Regions from separate parts of the Mus musculus genome. Here regions 1 and 2 are each linked to region 3. A link is a contact called in public HiChIP or PLAC-seq data. All regions are on one chromosome and are shown on one strand. Each heading gives the region's core, a stretch centred on a gene start, on an enhancer-like site or on the middle of the called end of the contact. The rest is flanking DNA. Distances are from core to core; before and after follow the strand shown.

Region 1 (3,103 bases), core at 576-3,075, 1.7 Mb after region 3:
AACAGTTTCCTGACTAGTGTGCCATTCATTATAAGCAAACTTTCTCATATGTTTTTTGTTTGTTTGTTTGTTTTGTTTTGTTTTGTTTTGTTTTGTTTCAAGACAGGGTTTTTCTGTATAGCCCATAGCCCTGGCTGTCCTGGAACTCACTTTGTAGACCAGGCTGGCCTCGAACTCAGAAATCCTCCTGCCTCTGCCTCCCAAGTGCTGGGATTAAAGGCATGCACCTGTTTTTGCTGTTAATAGGAAACTTTCTAATGCCAAGTTGATTACATAGTCTGTTATGTTCTATACCCTTGGAAACCAATTGTGTTAGATATCAGTAGAACTGTGTCATTTGCAATAAGCTTGGACCTGAACCAACCACTCAATAGCTCTTCCTGCACCTGTGTATAAACTTTCATGGTATAAGCTGTCCCTAGGATGAACCCCAACATAAGAGAGACACCTGCACCAATATAAGAAATTATTTGGAATAAGACTTTCATTTTGACTAGTGGCCGAGTAAAGTTTAAGTTCCTAAGGCCTATTGGGAATTGACATCCTACTTGGCAGAAAGAAATATGTACATGGGTACTGTGACAAGTTAGGACATGAATGTTAGGTAAGTCAAGTCCCTGCAAGTTGAGTACCCAGATCAATGGGAGCAGGGTACATATACAACAAAGACAAGTTCCTAAGTAAACCCTCTATCCCTAAATCCTGATTGGTGGAATAATTTAGCACAGATGTTTGTGGATTTTAGGCTTAAAAACTCTATATAATCTTAACTGGGGGGTGGGGGTGAGGGTCACAGTTCAGTTCCCAAATGTGAACAGTGGCCCAGCCAATCACATTAGAGATTACCTAATATCCACCCCCCAATAAGAAGGCCCACACACCCTTGACTGCGGACACCATTTCAAAAAATGTGACCCACATACTGCTTGTTTCTTCAGAATAAACGCTCTTTGTCTTTGCATATTATCTATGTCTGGGGTCTTCTTCGGCGATTTTCAGACCGGTACAAATCCATGTTCCCGGAGGCAGCCACTGCTACTTTTATATCCTTTCAAAAGTATTTGAGTAAATCTTTGTAGACATAGGCAAAGACGCATTTCCACATATATTTACAAATGTGTCTGTGTATGTGTTTTCTTTTTACAAAACAAACAAACAAACAAACAAACAAACAAACAGATGTTTAATACTTTTTTGAAGCTGTTCACCAGCAAAGACATTACTCCGAGCTGCTCAAGAACCACTGTGTGTGGACTTTGCTTCTCTGTCTTCAGTGACTTTCTTCCAGGGCATTGTTTTTGCCAGTGTTTCTCTCTCACCGGGGGGTCACCAACATGCTTGTAGCATACAACTCGGGAATGACACAAGATCCTAAGAAACAGGATTTAAAGATACCGCAAATCAGCCCTCAGAGACGAGTTACCTGTTTCTATTCTAATTGACATCTTAAATTATGCTCCTTGCGAAGGGCTGGCCCACTGTACCAAGCTTTCACATTTTGTAATCTGACGTGTGAAAATAGCACCTTATCTCGGAATTACAAGTGAGGTTTTAAGGACCTTCCGATCTATAAGTTACTCGGTCTTTTTTTTTTTTTGGCCCGAATCTAACATGGTGCCCTCCACAGCTACTTCCGTGCTTTTGCAGGAAGGTAAGTGCGCCTGCCTGCCAGCATCAAAGATGGCAACAAGGTGCACATTCTCTCATCTGCGCAGGCTCCGATCGCTCCGCCCCGCCCCCTCCGGATAGCCTTTTCTGGCACCGCTCTAGCCGTCGCTCTCGGTGGGCACGGCCGCCAGCCAATCACAGGGCGTACCGCTCTGCTCCCCTCCCCCTCGCCTCCCGTGGATCAGCTGGGGTACCCGAGATGTCTGTTGACAGCGGTGGCGGCGACTGTAAGGCCGGTTCCGGGATCCGCGCAGGGCGTGGGGTAAGCTGGCCGGCGGGTGGGGTCCTGGCTGGGGAGGCAGGCGGCGGCCAGGCTATAGCAGCGGTGCTGAGCGTTTTTTAAGTAGTCCCTGAGCCGGCGTTTCTGGGTCTCTGTAGATGTGAGTCCTATGGAGCTACACGGGGAAGAGCAGCCGCCGCCGCCGCAGGAACCCTGGGGGAGGCTTCTTCGTCTAGGCGCAGAGGAGGACGAACCCCAGATCCTTCTTTGGAAACGCGAGTGGACCATCGGAAGGAGGAGAGGTGCGGTGGCCAGAGTGGAGTGAGGACGAGGATAAAGGCTAAAGGGGTAGACAGGGATGAAGCATAGGGACCTAAAGTGGGTACCCAACTGAGAGGAGACCGAGGGCCTAGAACAGGATCGAAGACCTAGTCAGAGTGGGTTTAGATGGGGAAACCGACAGGGGGTTTGAAGTGGGAAAAGTACCCGGCTGGCGATACAGAAGCTACTGGAATTCGGGGGGTGTGTGTGTGTGCACTGTTTTTCAACCCCCCCCCCCCCCCATAAAATGGGCTTATTTATTTGTGCAGTTGCTCTTCTGGATGCTTGATGATGGATATCAGTCAGTTCTCAGTACAACTTTGTGAAATAGATCTGTAAATATATCCTTCGAAATACGATCTTGTCCTCATTACTGTACACTTCTCTTTCTCAATGAAATGCAATTAGAAATTATTAACAAAAGGAAAACTGAAAAAAGGTATGTAGAAATTTGACACCACTGTTAAAAGGTTGACGGGTGAAAAAAAATAAACCACAGGGACTTTAGAAAAAATGTTTTGTGACAAATGAGAACAAAGAATATGCTGGAAGACTAGGACACTGTTAAACCAGTGCTCTGAGGGCAACTTATAATGGCAGGGTTTCTATTTGAAAAGATCTCAAAGTCCCAGGAAATAGAATAATTTATTTAATGAACTTAGGAAACTGAGAATTTGAACAAAGTTATACACAGATCCCAACATCGATTGCTTTGGGTCAAGGACATACATTTCTTTTTTTCGTTTGTTTTTGTTTTTGTTTTTTTTGGGGGGGCGGTTATGAGGCAGGGTTTCTATGTATAGCCTTGGCTGTCCTGGAACTCACTCTGTAGACCAGGCTGGCCTCAAGCTCAGAAATCCACCTGCCTGTGCCTCCCGAGTGCTGGGATTAGGA
Region 2 (3,287 bases), core at 339-2,838, 1.6 Mb after region 3:
TAAAAACACGAGGGGAGGACATGCGGGGAACATCACCCGCGAACCTGAGGAGCGGGATCTCTGCCAGCGCCAGCTGCATCCGGGCCTCCCTCGTGCGTGCGTTACAACGGAAGATATGCAGAACTAGGGTGAATCTGTCGAACACACGCAAACCCCAAGCGGACTCCAGCTCCTTCTGAGGAGATGGGGGCCACGCAGGGATCAGTCAGGGGTCACATGGTGTCATGGGTCATGTGAGGATCAGGGGGGACACAAGGGAACCTTGGTCGGTGGCGCCATCCTCTCCACGTTCAGGAACACGGACGTGATGTCCTGGCATCCCTTGATCTTTTCTGGAGCACAGGGAGTGGCCCGTCATGGGGTTAGGAGGAGGACGGGAGGCAGTCTGACCCATCCTACACCAGCGCAGGTGAGGCGCATGCCCAGCGGCCAAAGGTGAGGTACCGCTCACCTGTCACGTCCTGAAAGTTGCCCTTGCCGAACACCAGCCTGCTGCCAGGCGCTGCGCTGGGCACCACCAGGGTACTCGCGACCGACCATCCTGGAAGTGCGCGCACCAGGGCGGCCGCCTCTGCCACCTGCCACTCCGCTGTGAGGACACAAGGGTCCATCCAGTCAAGGGCCGAGCGGGAAGACCTCGGACCACGGCGGTGGACAGGGTTAGCTCTGGGATGAAACCGCGCCCGCGCAGAGTCCGCATCCCCCGCCCACACCATGTCCCCACCCTGCAGCTCACATCACAACCCTAAGAAGCTCGCCAGGCCATGATCCAAAGCTCTACCAGGGAAAGGCAGAACCTCTAGGACTCGCCCCCAGCGCCCAATGTTCCCCCCCCCCAGACTCCGCCTACAAATTTAGGATAGTCCCGCCCCAAGGTCCCACCCGGAGCACGCGCAGCCTCACCCATCGGGCAGGCCCAGGTACCATCACATGCTCAGCCAGATCACGCCCCCAGCACGCAAGCTCGCCAGACTCCGACTCCACCAGGAGAGCAGCCACGAACCCAGCACATCCCAGACTATCCACACTCTCTACCGTACGCCCGATGTCCATCATAGTACCCTGCCCCCAGTGCTCCTCCCTCGGCTTCTCCTTCCTTTCTCGTGACTCCGCCCCTTCCAGAACTAGGCGTCACCGCCGCCCCAATTCCCCGTGGCCTTCCTGTATAGCACTAGTAAGTTTCGGCCTTCAGGTCCTCGCCCCTTCCGGCTTCCCTGCTCAATCCCCACTCTCGCCCTACCCGATACCTGTGCTTCGAGGCTTTTTTCCGGCCGGGCGTTTGACGTCAGGATGCAGGACGCAAACGCGCTGTGTATCCAAGGGCAGGAGGGGTGGGGCGCGGAGCAGCTCATCCTCCTCTTCCTCTTCGTCCTCACGGGGGTCCTCCTCGCCCCCACCACGGACGGGACCGCCCCCCGCCCACGCGCTCCCCCAGACCCGGCTCCCGGCGTGGACAGTGCGGACGGGACTTGGCAGGGTCACCGCGGGGCTCCGAACGAGTTGTACGCGGCGCACACGCGGGAGCCAGAACCCCGGGAGCACGGCGGCGCGCAGAAAAAGCATGGCGCGTGCGCGCGCAGCGAGAGACTGCGGGGGCGGGGGAGGGAGAGCAGGGAGGGACGGGAAGAACAACAGGGCGCATGTGCGTGCCGCGAAGGGTGGCTCTGGGAGGATCGAGAGCAGATCGCTTACCCGCAGCGAAAAACTTGGATAGGGGCGGGGTCAGGGAGAAAGGACAGCAAGGCGCATGCGGCGAGGGGCGGGGCCGAAAGGACAATGCCTCTAAAACAAAACAAATAAAAATAAGCCTAGTGGTGGAAGATCTGAATAGAGTTAGTGTAGGCACAGCAATTTCAAAAGGAACAACACAGGACTCAATAGAACTCAGGGTTTGGCCTATGACAACTTTTATGAAGACAATAAAGTTAGGTATAAAGGACATAGGCTATTGAAATAATCTAGCACTGAATGTTAAAATAGAATTCAAATAAGTTATAAAATGTGTTAGCTTTTATGCTTAGTTATAAGAAATTACAAATATTCATGTTTCTGTTGAAACTTACTTGGGCCACAGGAAACTCTCCTCAACACAGAGGAAGATGGAGTCACAGATGGTAGGCTAGAGGATGTTCAGTACCAAGAACTAGAAGGAACTAAATGGAATATATCTGTGACCTGGGATAGCTGCGCGCTCTCTCTCTCTCTCTCTCTCTCTCTCTCTCTCTCTCCTGTGTATCTTTTTTTCAAGTCATTTATATATTTTCTGGAGTGGAGTTGTGGGGACATATTCATATAAAGTAGGAACAAATCAAGCCTTGGGATGTGTGCTGCTGACAATCCATTTAGCTTACTTGCCTGAAGCAGGGAACTAGGGGATACAAAACAAACAAACAAAACAAAACAAAACCCAAGCTGGAGATGTCTCTCAGACTAGTAAAGAGACTGGCTGCTCCACTGAACATAGTCATGATTAAAATAGTTCAAGATGTCACAGCACTGGTTGCTTCTCCAGAGGACTGGGGTTCAGTTCCTAGCACTCACATATTTGGCTCTTCATGAGTATCTTCCTGGATGCAGACAGTAGTGCTGAAATGTCTAATTTGGGTATAGAAGCCAAGAACATCAAGAGATATTTAAAAGTTAATGAATTCTTCCTTTAAATTATCTGCTTTGGGTGACAGAAAGATGGCTCAGGGGTGCGTTTCCAGAGGACACAAGTTTAATTCCCACCACCCACATAAGAGCTCACAACAGTCTTAGGAGGATCAACACCCTCCTGGCCTCTGTAAGCATGCACACAGTGCACAAGCATATAAGGCACAACACTAATATACATGAAATAAACAAATACATTTTAAAATAAAAAAGAGTTTTAAGAAATAAAATAGGACTGGAGAGATGACTCAGTGGTTAAGAGCACTGTCTGCTCTTCCAGAGGTCCTGAGTTCAAATCCCAGCAACCACATGGTGGCTCACAACCATTTGTAATGTGATCTGATGCCCTCTTCTGGTGTGTCTAAAGACAGCGACAAGTGTACTCACATACATAAAATAAATGCATCTTTAAAAGAAGAAGAAGAGGAAGAAGAAGAAGAAGAAGAAGAAGAAGGAGGAGGAGAAGGAGAAGGAGAAGGAGAAGGAGAAGGAGAAGGAGAAGAAGAAGAAGAAGAAGAAGAAGAAGAAGAAGAAGAAGAAGAAGAAGAAGAAGTAGTAGTAGTAGTAGTAGTAGTAGTAGTAAAATGCTTCAGGCCAGTGAGACAATACAACGGTAAGGGCCGAAGAAGAAG
Region 3 (2,879 bases), core at 267-2,766:
TTTGTGCTGAAAGTAGTCAGGGAGCAAGGACAAAACACAAGGATACTAGTTGAAAGCTATCTGCTCACCTAGGGATACAGGGTTAGGATTGGGGAAGGGACACATAGCTGGATTCTAATGTGTCAGCTGTTAGTTAGAGGAAGACTTCAGCGCTGGAAGGTGGGGGCCTAAAGTGGGCAACAACTTTCAGGAGAAACCAGAGGTTGTGTAAAGCGAGAGTTCCCTGAAGGTATCCCTGATAGACACAGAAGCAAGGTCTGAATCCTGGACCTAGAATGACATCTGAATATGGTCTTACCTAAGGCATGACAAGCCCATGTGAAGACAAGTGGTTTAAGGGTCTAGCTGTCTGTCAAGCTAGATGACTTCCTGAGATCTGTGCCCTAAGTCCAGGCCTGCTCATGGTCTTCTCAACAGTACCTCTTTGCTACCTCTAATACCAACACCAGATCCTCCATTATTCTAGGACTCTCCCTCAACCTTCTCCCCCATCAGTAGTCTCTCTGTGATACAAAGGCTGCCAGGCTTCAGTAGAGTATATTTGCCTTCCTGGGTGCCTATTCTGTTTTCCTTTCTTTCTTTCTTTCTTTCTTTCTTTCTTTCTTTCTTTCTTTCTTTCTTTCTTTCTTTCTTTCTTTCTTTCTTTCTCTGAGACAGGGTTTCTCTGTGTAGCCCTGGCTGTCCTGGAACTCGCTTTGTAGACCAGGCTGGCCTCGAACTCAGTAATCCACCTGCCTCTGCCTCCCAAATGCTGGGATTAAAGGCGATAACCCCTTTCAACCTCATTCTTTGCATGCCCCTTCTCCCAAACACCTGCTGGTTGGCCACCTTGCTGCTTCCTTGTCCCACCGCCTGTCTAGCATACAGCTGCCACAACCACTTTGTTTCCTAAGAACAGACTTCCAGTCCAGCATGGTAGGGCATTCCTTTAGTCCCAACACTTGGGAGGCAGAGGCAGGCGGATCTATGTTAGTTCGAGACCAGTCAGGGCAACACAGAGAAACCCTTTCTCGAAAATACAAGTAAACAAACAAACAAACAAACAAACAAGAACAGACTTTCTTTTCTCAGTTTATGCCCTCTGCCAGTCACAATGCACAGTGGACAACGGACAAATTGTGGGTTTCCACGGTCCGAAAGGCCAGCATAAGGGTCTCTCTGTGTCCACAGTGATTCCAAGAAAGGACAAAAATGTAAGCAGAAGGTTTATGGGGGTAGGAAACCCGTGGTCTAGATACTCCGGTTTCGTTCCTAACTCATGCAGTTGCCTGTCAGCGCGCGTCCTGAACAACCCGGCGGAGTTTCTCCAGGTAGTGCTTCTGACCACGCCTCCTGACCCACCTCTCACCTGTGACCACACCCCCGAGCTCCACCCTGCCTGTCTCGCCGAGCCAGCTTCCTGAGTCAATTGCTGCCTGCACGCGCCTGCGCTCTCTGGCCCCTCCTGCACCCCACCCCTATAGGCTCCGCCTTTCAGAGGCCCCGCCTCTCTCGTTTGCGAGGTGGGAGCTGAGCCACACACTGCGCATGCTCCAGCCGCGGCGCCCCCGACTCCGCACTCGGCTGGGTTCGGGCATTTCCGCCTCTTTGTTTTAAACTCTGCACGGCTTTTTTCTCCTCCTCTTGGGGGGGACCCAGAGGGAGCGGCGCCCCCTCCCCCTCCCGGCGAGCCCCCGCGTGCGCCCGCTCGCCCGCCGCCCGAGACGCAGGTCAGTGAGCCCGCCCCGCCTGGCCTGGCCCGCGCGCCCGCTCCTCAGGCCGCGGGCCTCGGCCCATGGGCGGCAGAAGGCTGCGAGCCCAGCGCCCCCGGCAGGCCCGGGAGGCGGGACCCTAAAAGCCTGCGAGAAGGCCAGGACTTCTCGCAGGTCTGGACCCCGGGAGGGCAGAACCCAGGGCCATGCTGGATCCCGGAACAATCTGGACCCAGGGAGGACAGGGACCTTGGACCAGACAGAACCCGGGGAAGAGCCTGCACAAGGCTGGACCCTTGACCAGGCTAGACCGGGGTGGGCAGAATCCTAGACCAGGCAGAACAGCAGCCGAGGTGGATTCCGAGCAGTCTGGACCCCGAGAAAACAGGACCTAGGGAAGACAAGGAGCTCAGTCCGGCTAGACCTGGCACCAGGCACGATTCCAGAGAACAGGACCCCGGAAGAACAGGAGTCTGGGCCAGGCTGGATCCAGGGGGATCAGGACCGCAGACCAGGCAGGACCCAGGACCAGGCCAGAATTACTGAGGGCTACTCACTGAACAGTCCTTAGGACTGGGCAGCTCTCCCATAGTTCTGGGACCCCAGGACAGGTGGAGCCCCGACTCTTGGAATGGACACTTGGGGGAGGGTCAGTATTAGAGACCTGACAAGAGTCTAGAAAAGGTCATTGAGGAAGAATGGCTCCCAGGACCTGGCAGGACTTAGAAAATGGCAGAATCACTTAGATGGGCCAACTAATGATAGATTACAGAGGAGGGTTAAGACCCTGAGACCACCCCACAGAGGGCCAGGGTGCTGGGACAAGGCCATAGGAAGGTCAGATCTCCCAGGGACAAATCGGCTGTAGAGAGCTGGGAAATCAAGGCTGGCTCAAAGGAATCTGGACCACTGTGGCAGTCCTTTGAGCAGTTTGAGGCCCTGAGGGTGAACTGTGAGGAGAGTTCAGAATATAGATAGGCTTCAGGACAAACAGGACCAAAGGTGGGTCCCTTTAAAATGAAAGCCTTGGAGCTGAACCGTGAGGATGGTCCTCAGGGATTACTTAGATAATAGTTGGAACTTTAAGGCAGGGAGGGCCTAGGACTCTAGTAATTGACCCCCGAACTCTGCTGAAAAGACTACTAGGCATTGGGAGGTTTCGATCAGCCCAGCCACAGGGAACCTTTG

The links. HiChIP or PLAC-seq counts read pairs in DNA pulled down with a chosen protein or histone mark.
Region 1: a contact with region 3 is called in an H3K4me3 HiChIP or PLAC-seq map of embryonic forebrain, with 6 times the contacts expected there. The contact joins the promoter of Chfr here to the promoter of Pcgf3 in region 3. A contact is called at or near these places in 6 of 115 datasets of contacts at active chromatin or transcription factors (astrocytes, embryonic forebrain, embryonic hindbrain and 3 more).
Region 2: an H3K4me3 HiChIP or PLAC-seq map of embryonic forebrain shows a contact between it and region 3, with 7 times the contacts expected there. The contact joins the promoter of Gtpbp6 here to the promoter of Pcgf3 in region 3. A contact is called at or near these places in 7 of 115 datasets of contacts at active chromatin or transcription factors (astrocytes, embryonic forebrain, embryonic hindbrain and 4 more) and 1 of 9 other capture datasets (liver).

What each region holds. Positions count from the first base shown.
Region 1 is chr5:110,134,005-110,137,107 of GRCm38.p6, forward strand. Chfr (checkpoint with forkhead and ring finger domains) reads left to right here and starts at 1,826. Exons shown (of 18, transcript NM_001289577.1): 1 at 1,826-1,930; 2 at 2,047-2,190. The coding sequence starts at 2,058.
Region 2 is chr5:110,106,609-110,109,895 of GRCm38.p6, forward strand. Gtpbp6 (GTP binding protein 6 (putative)) reads right to left here and starts at 1,589. Exons shown (of 10, transcript NM_145147.5): 1 at 1,248-1,589; 2 at 452-589; 3 at 262-332; 4 at 45-175. The coding sequence starts at 1,563.
Region 3 is chr5:108,459,743-108,462,621 of GRCm38.p6, forward strand. It overlaps Pcgf3 (polycomb group ring finger 3), which reads left to right and starts at 1,517. Exons shown (of 11, transcript NM_172716.5): 1 at 1,517-1,709.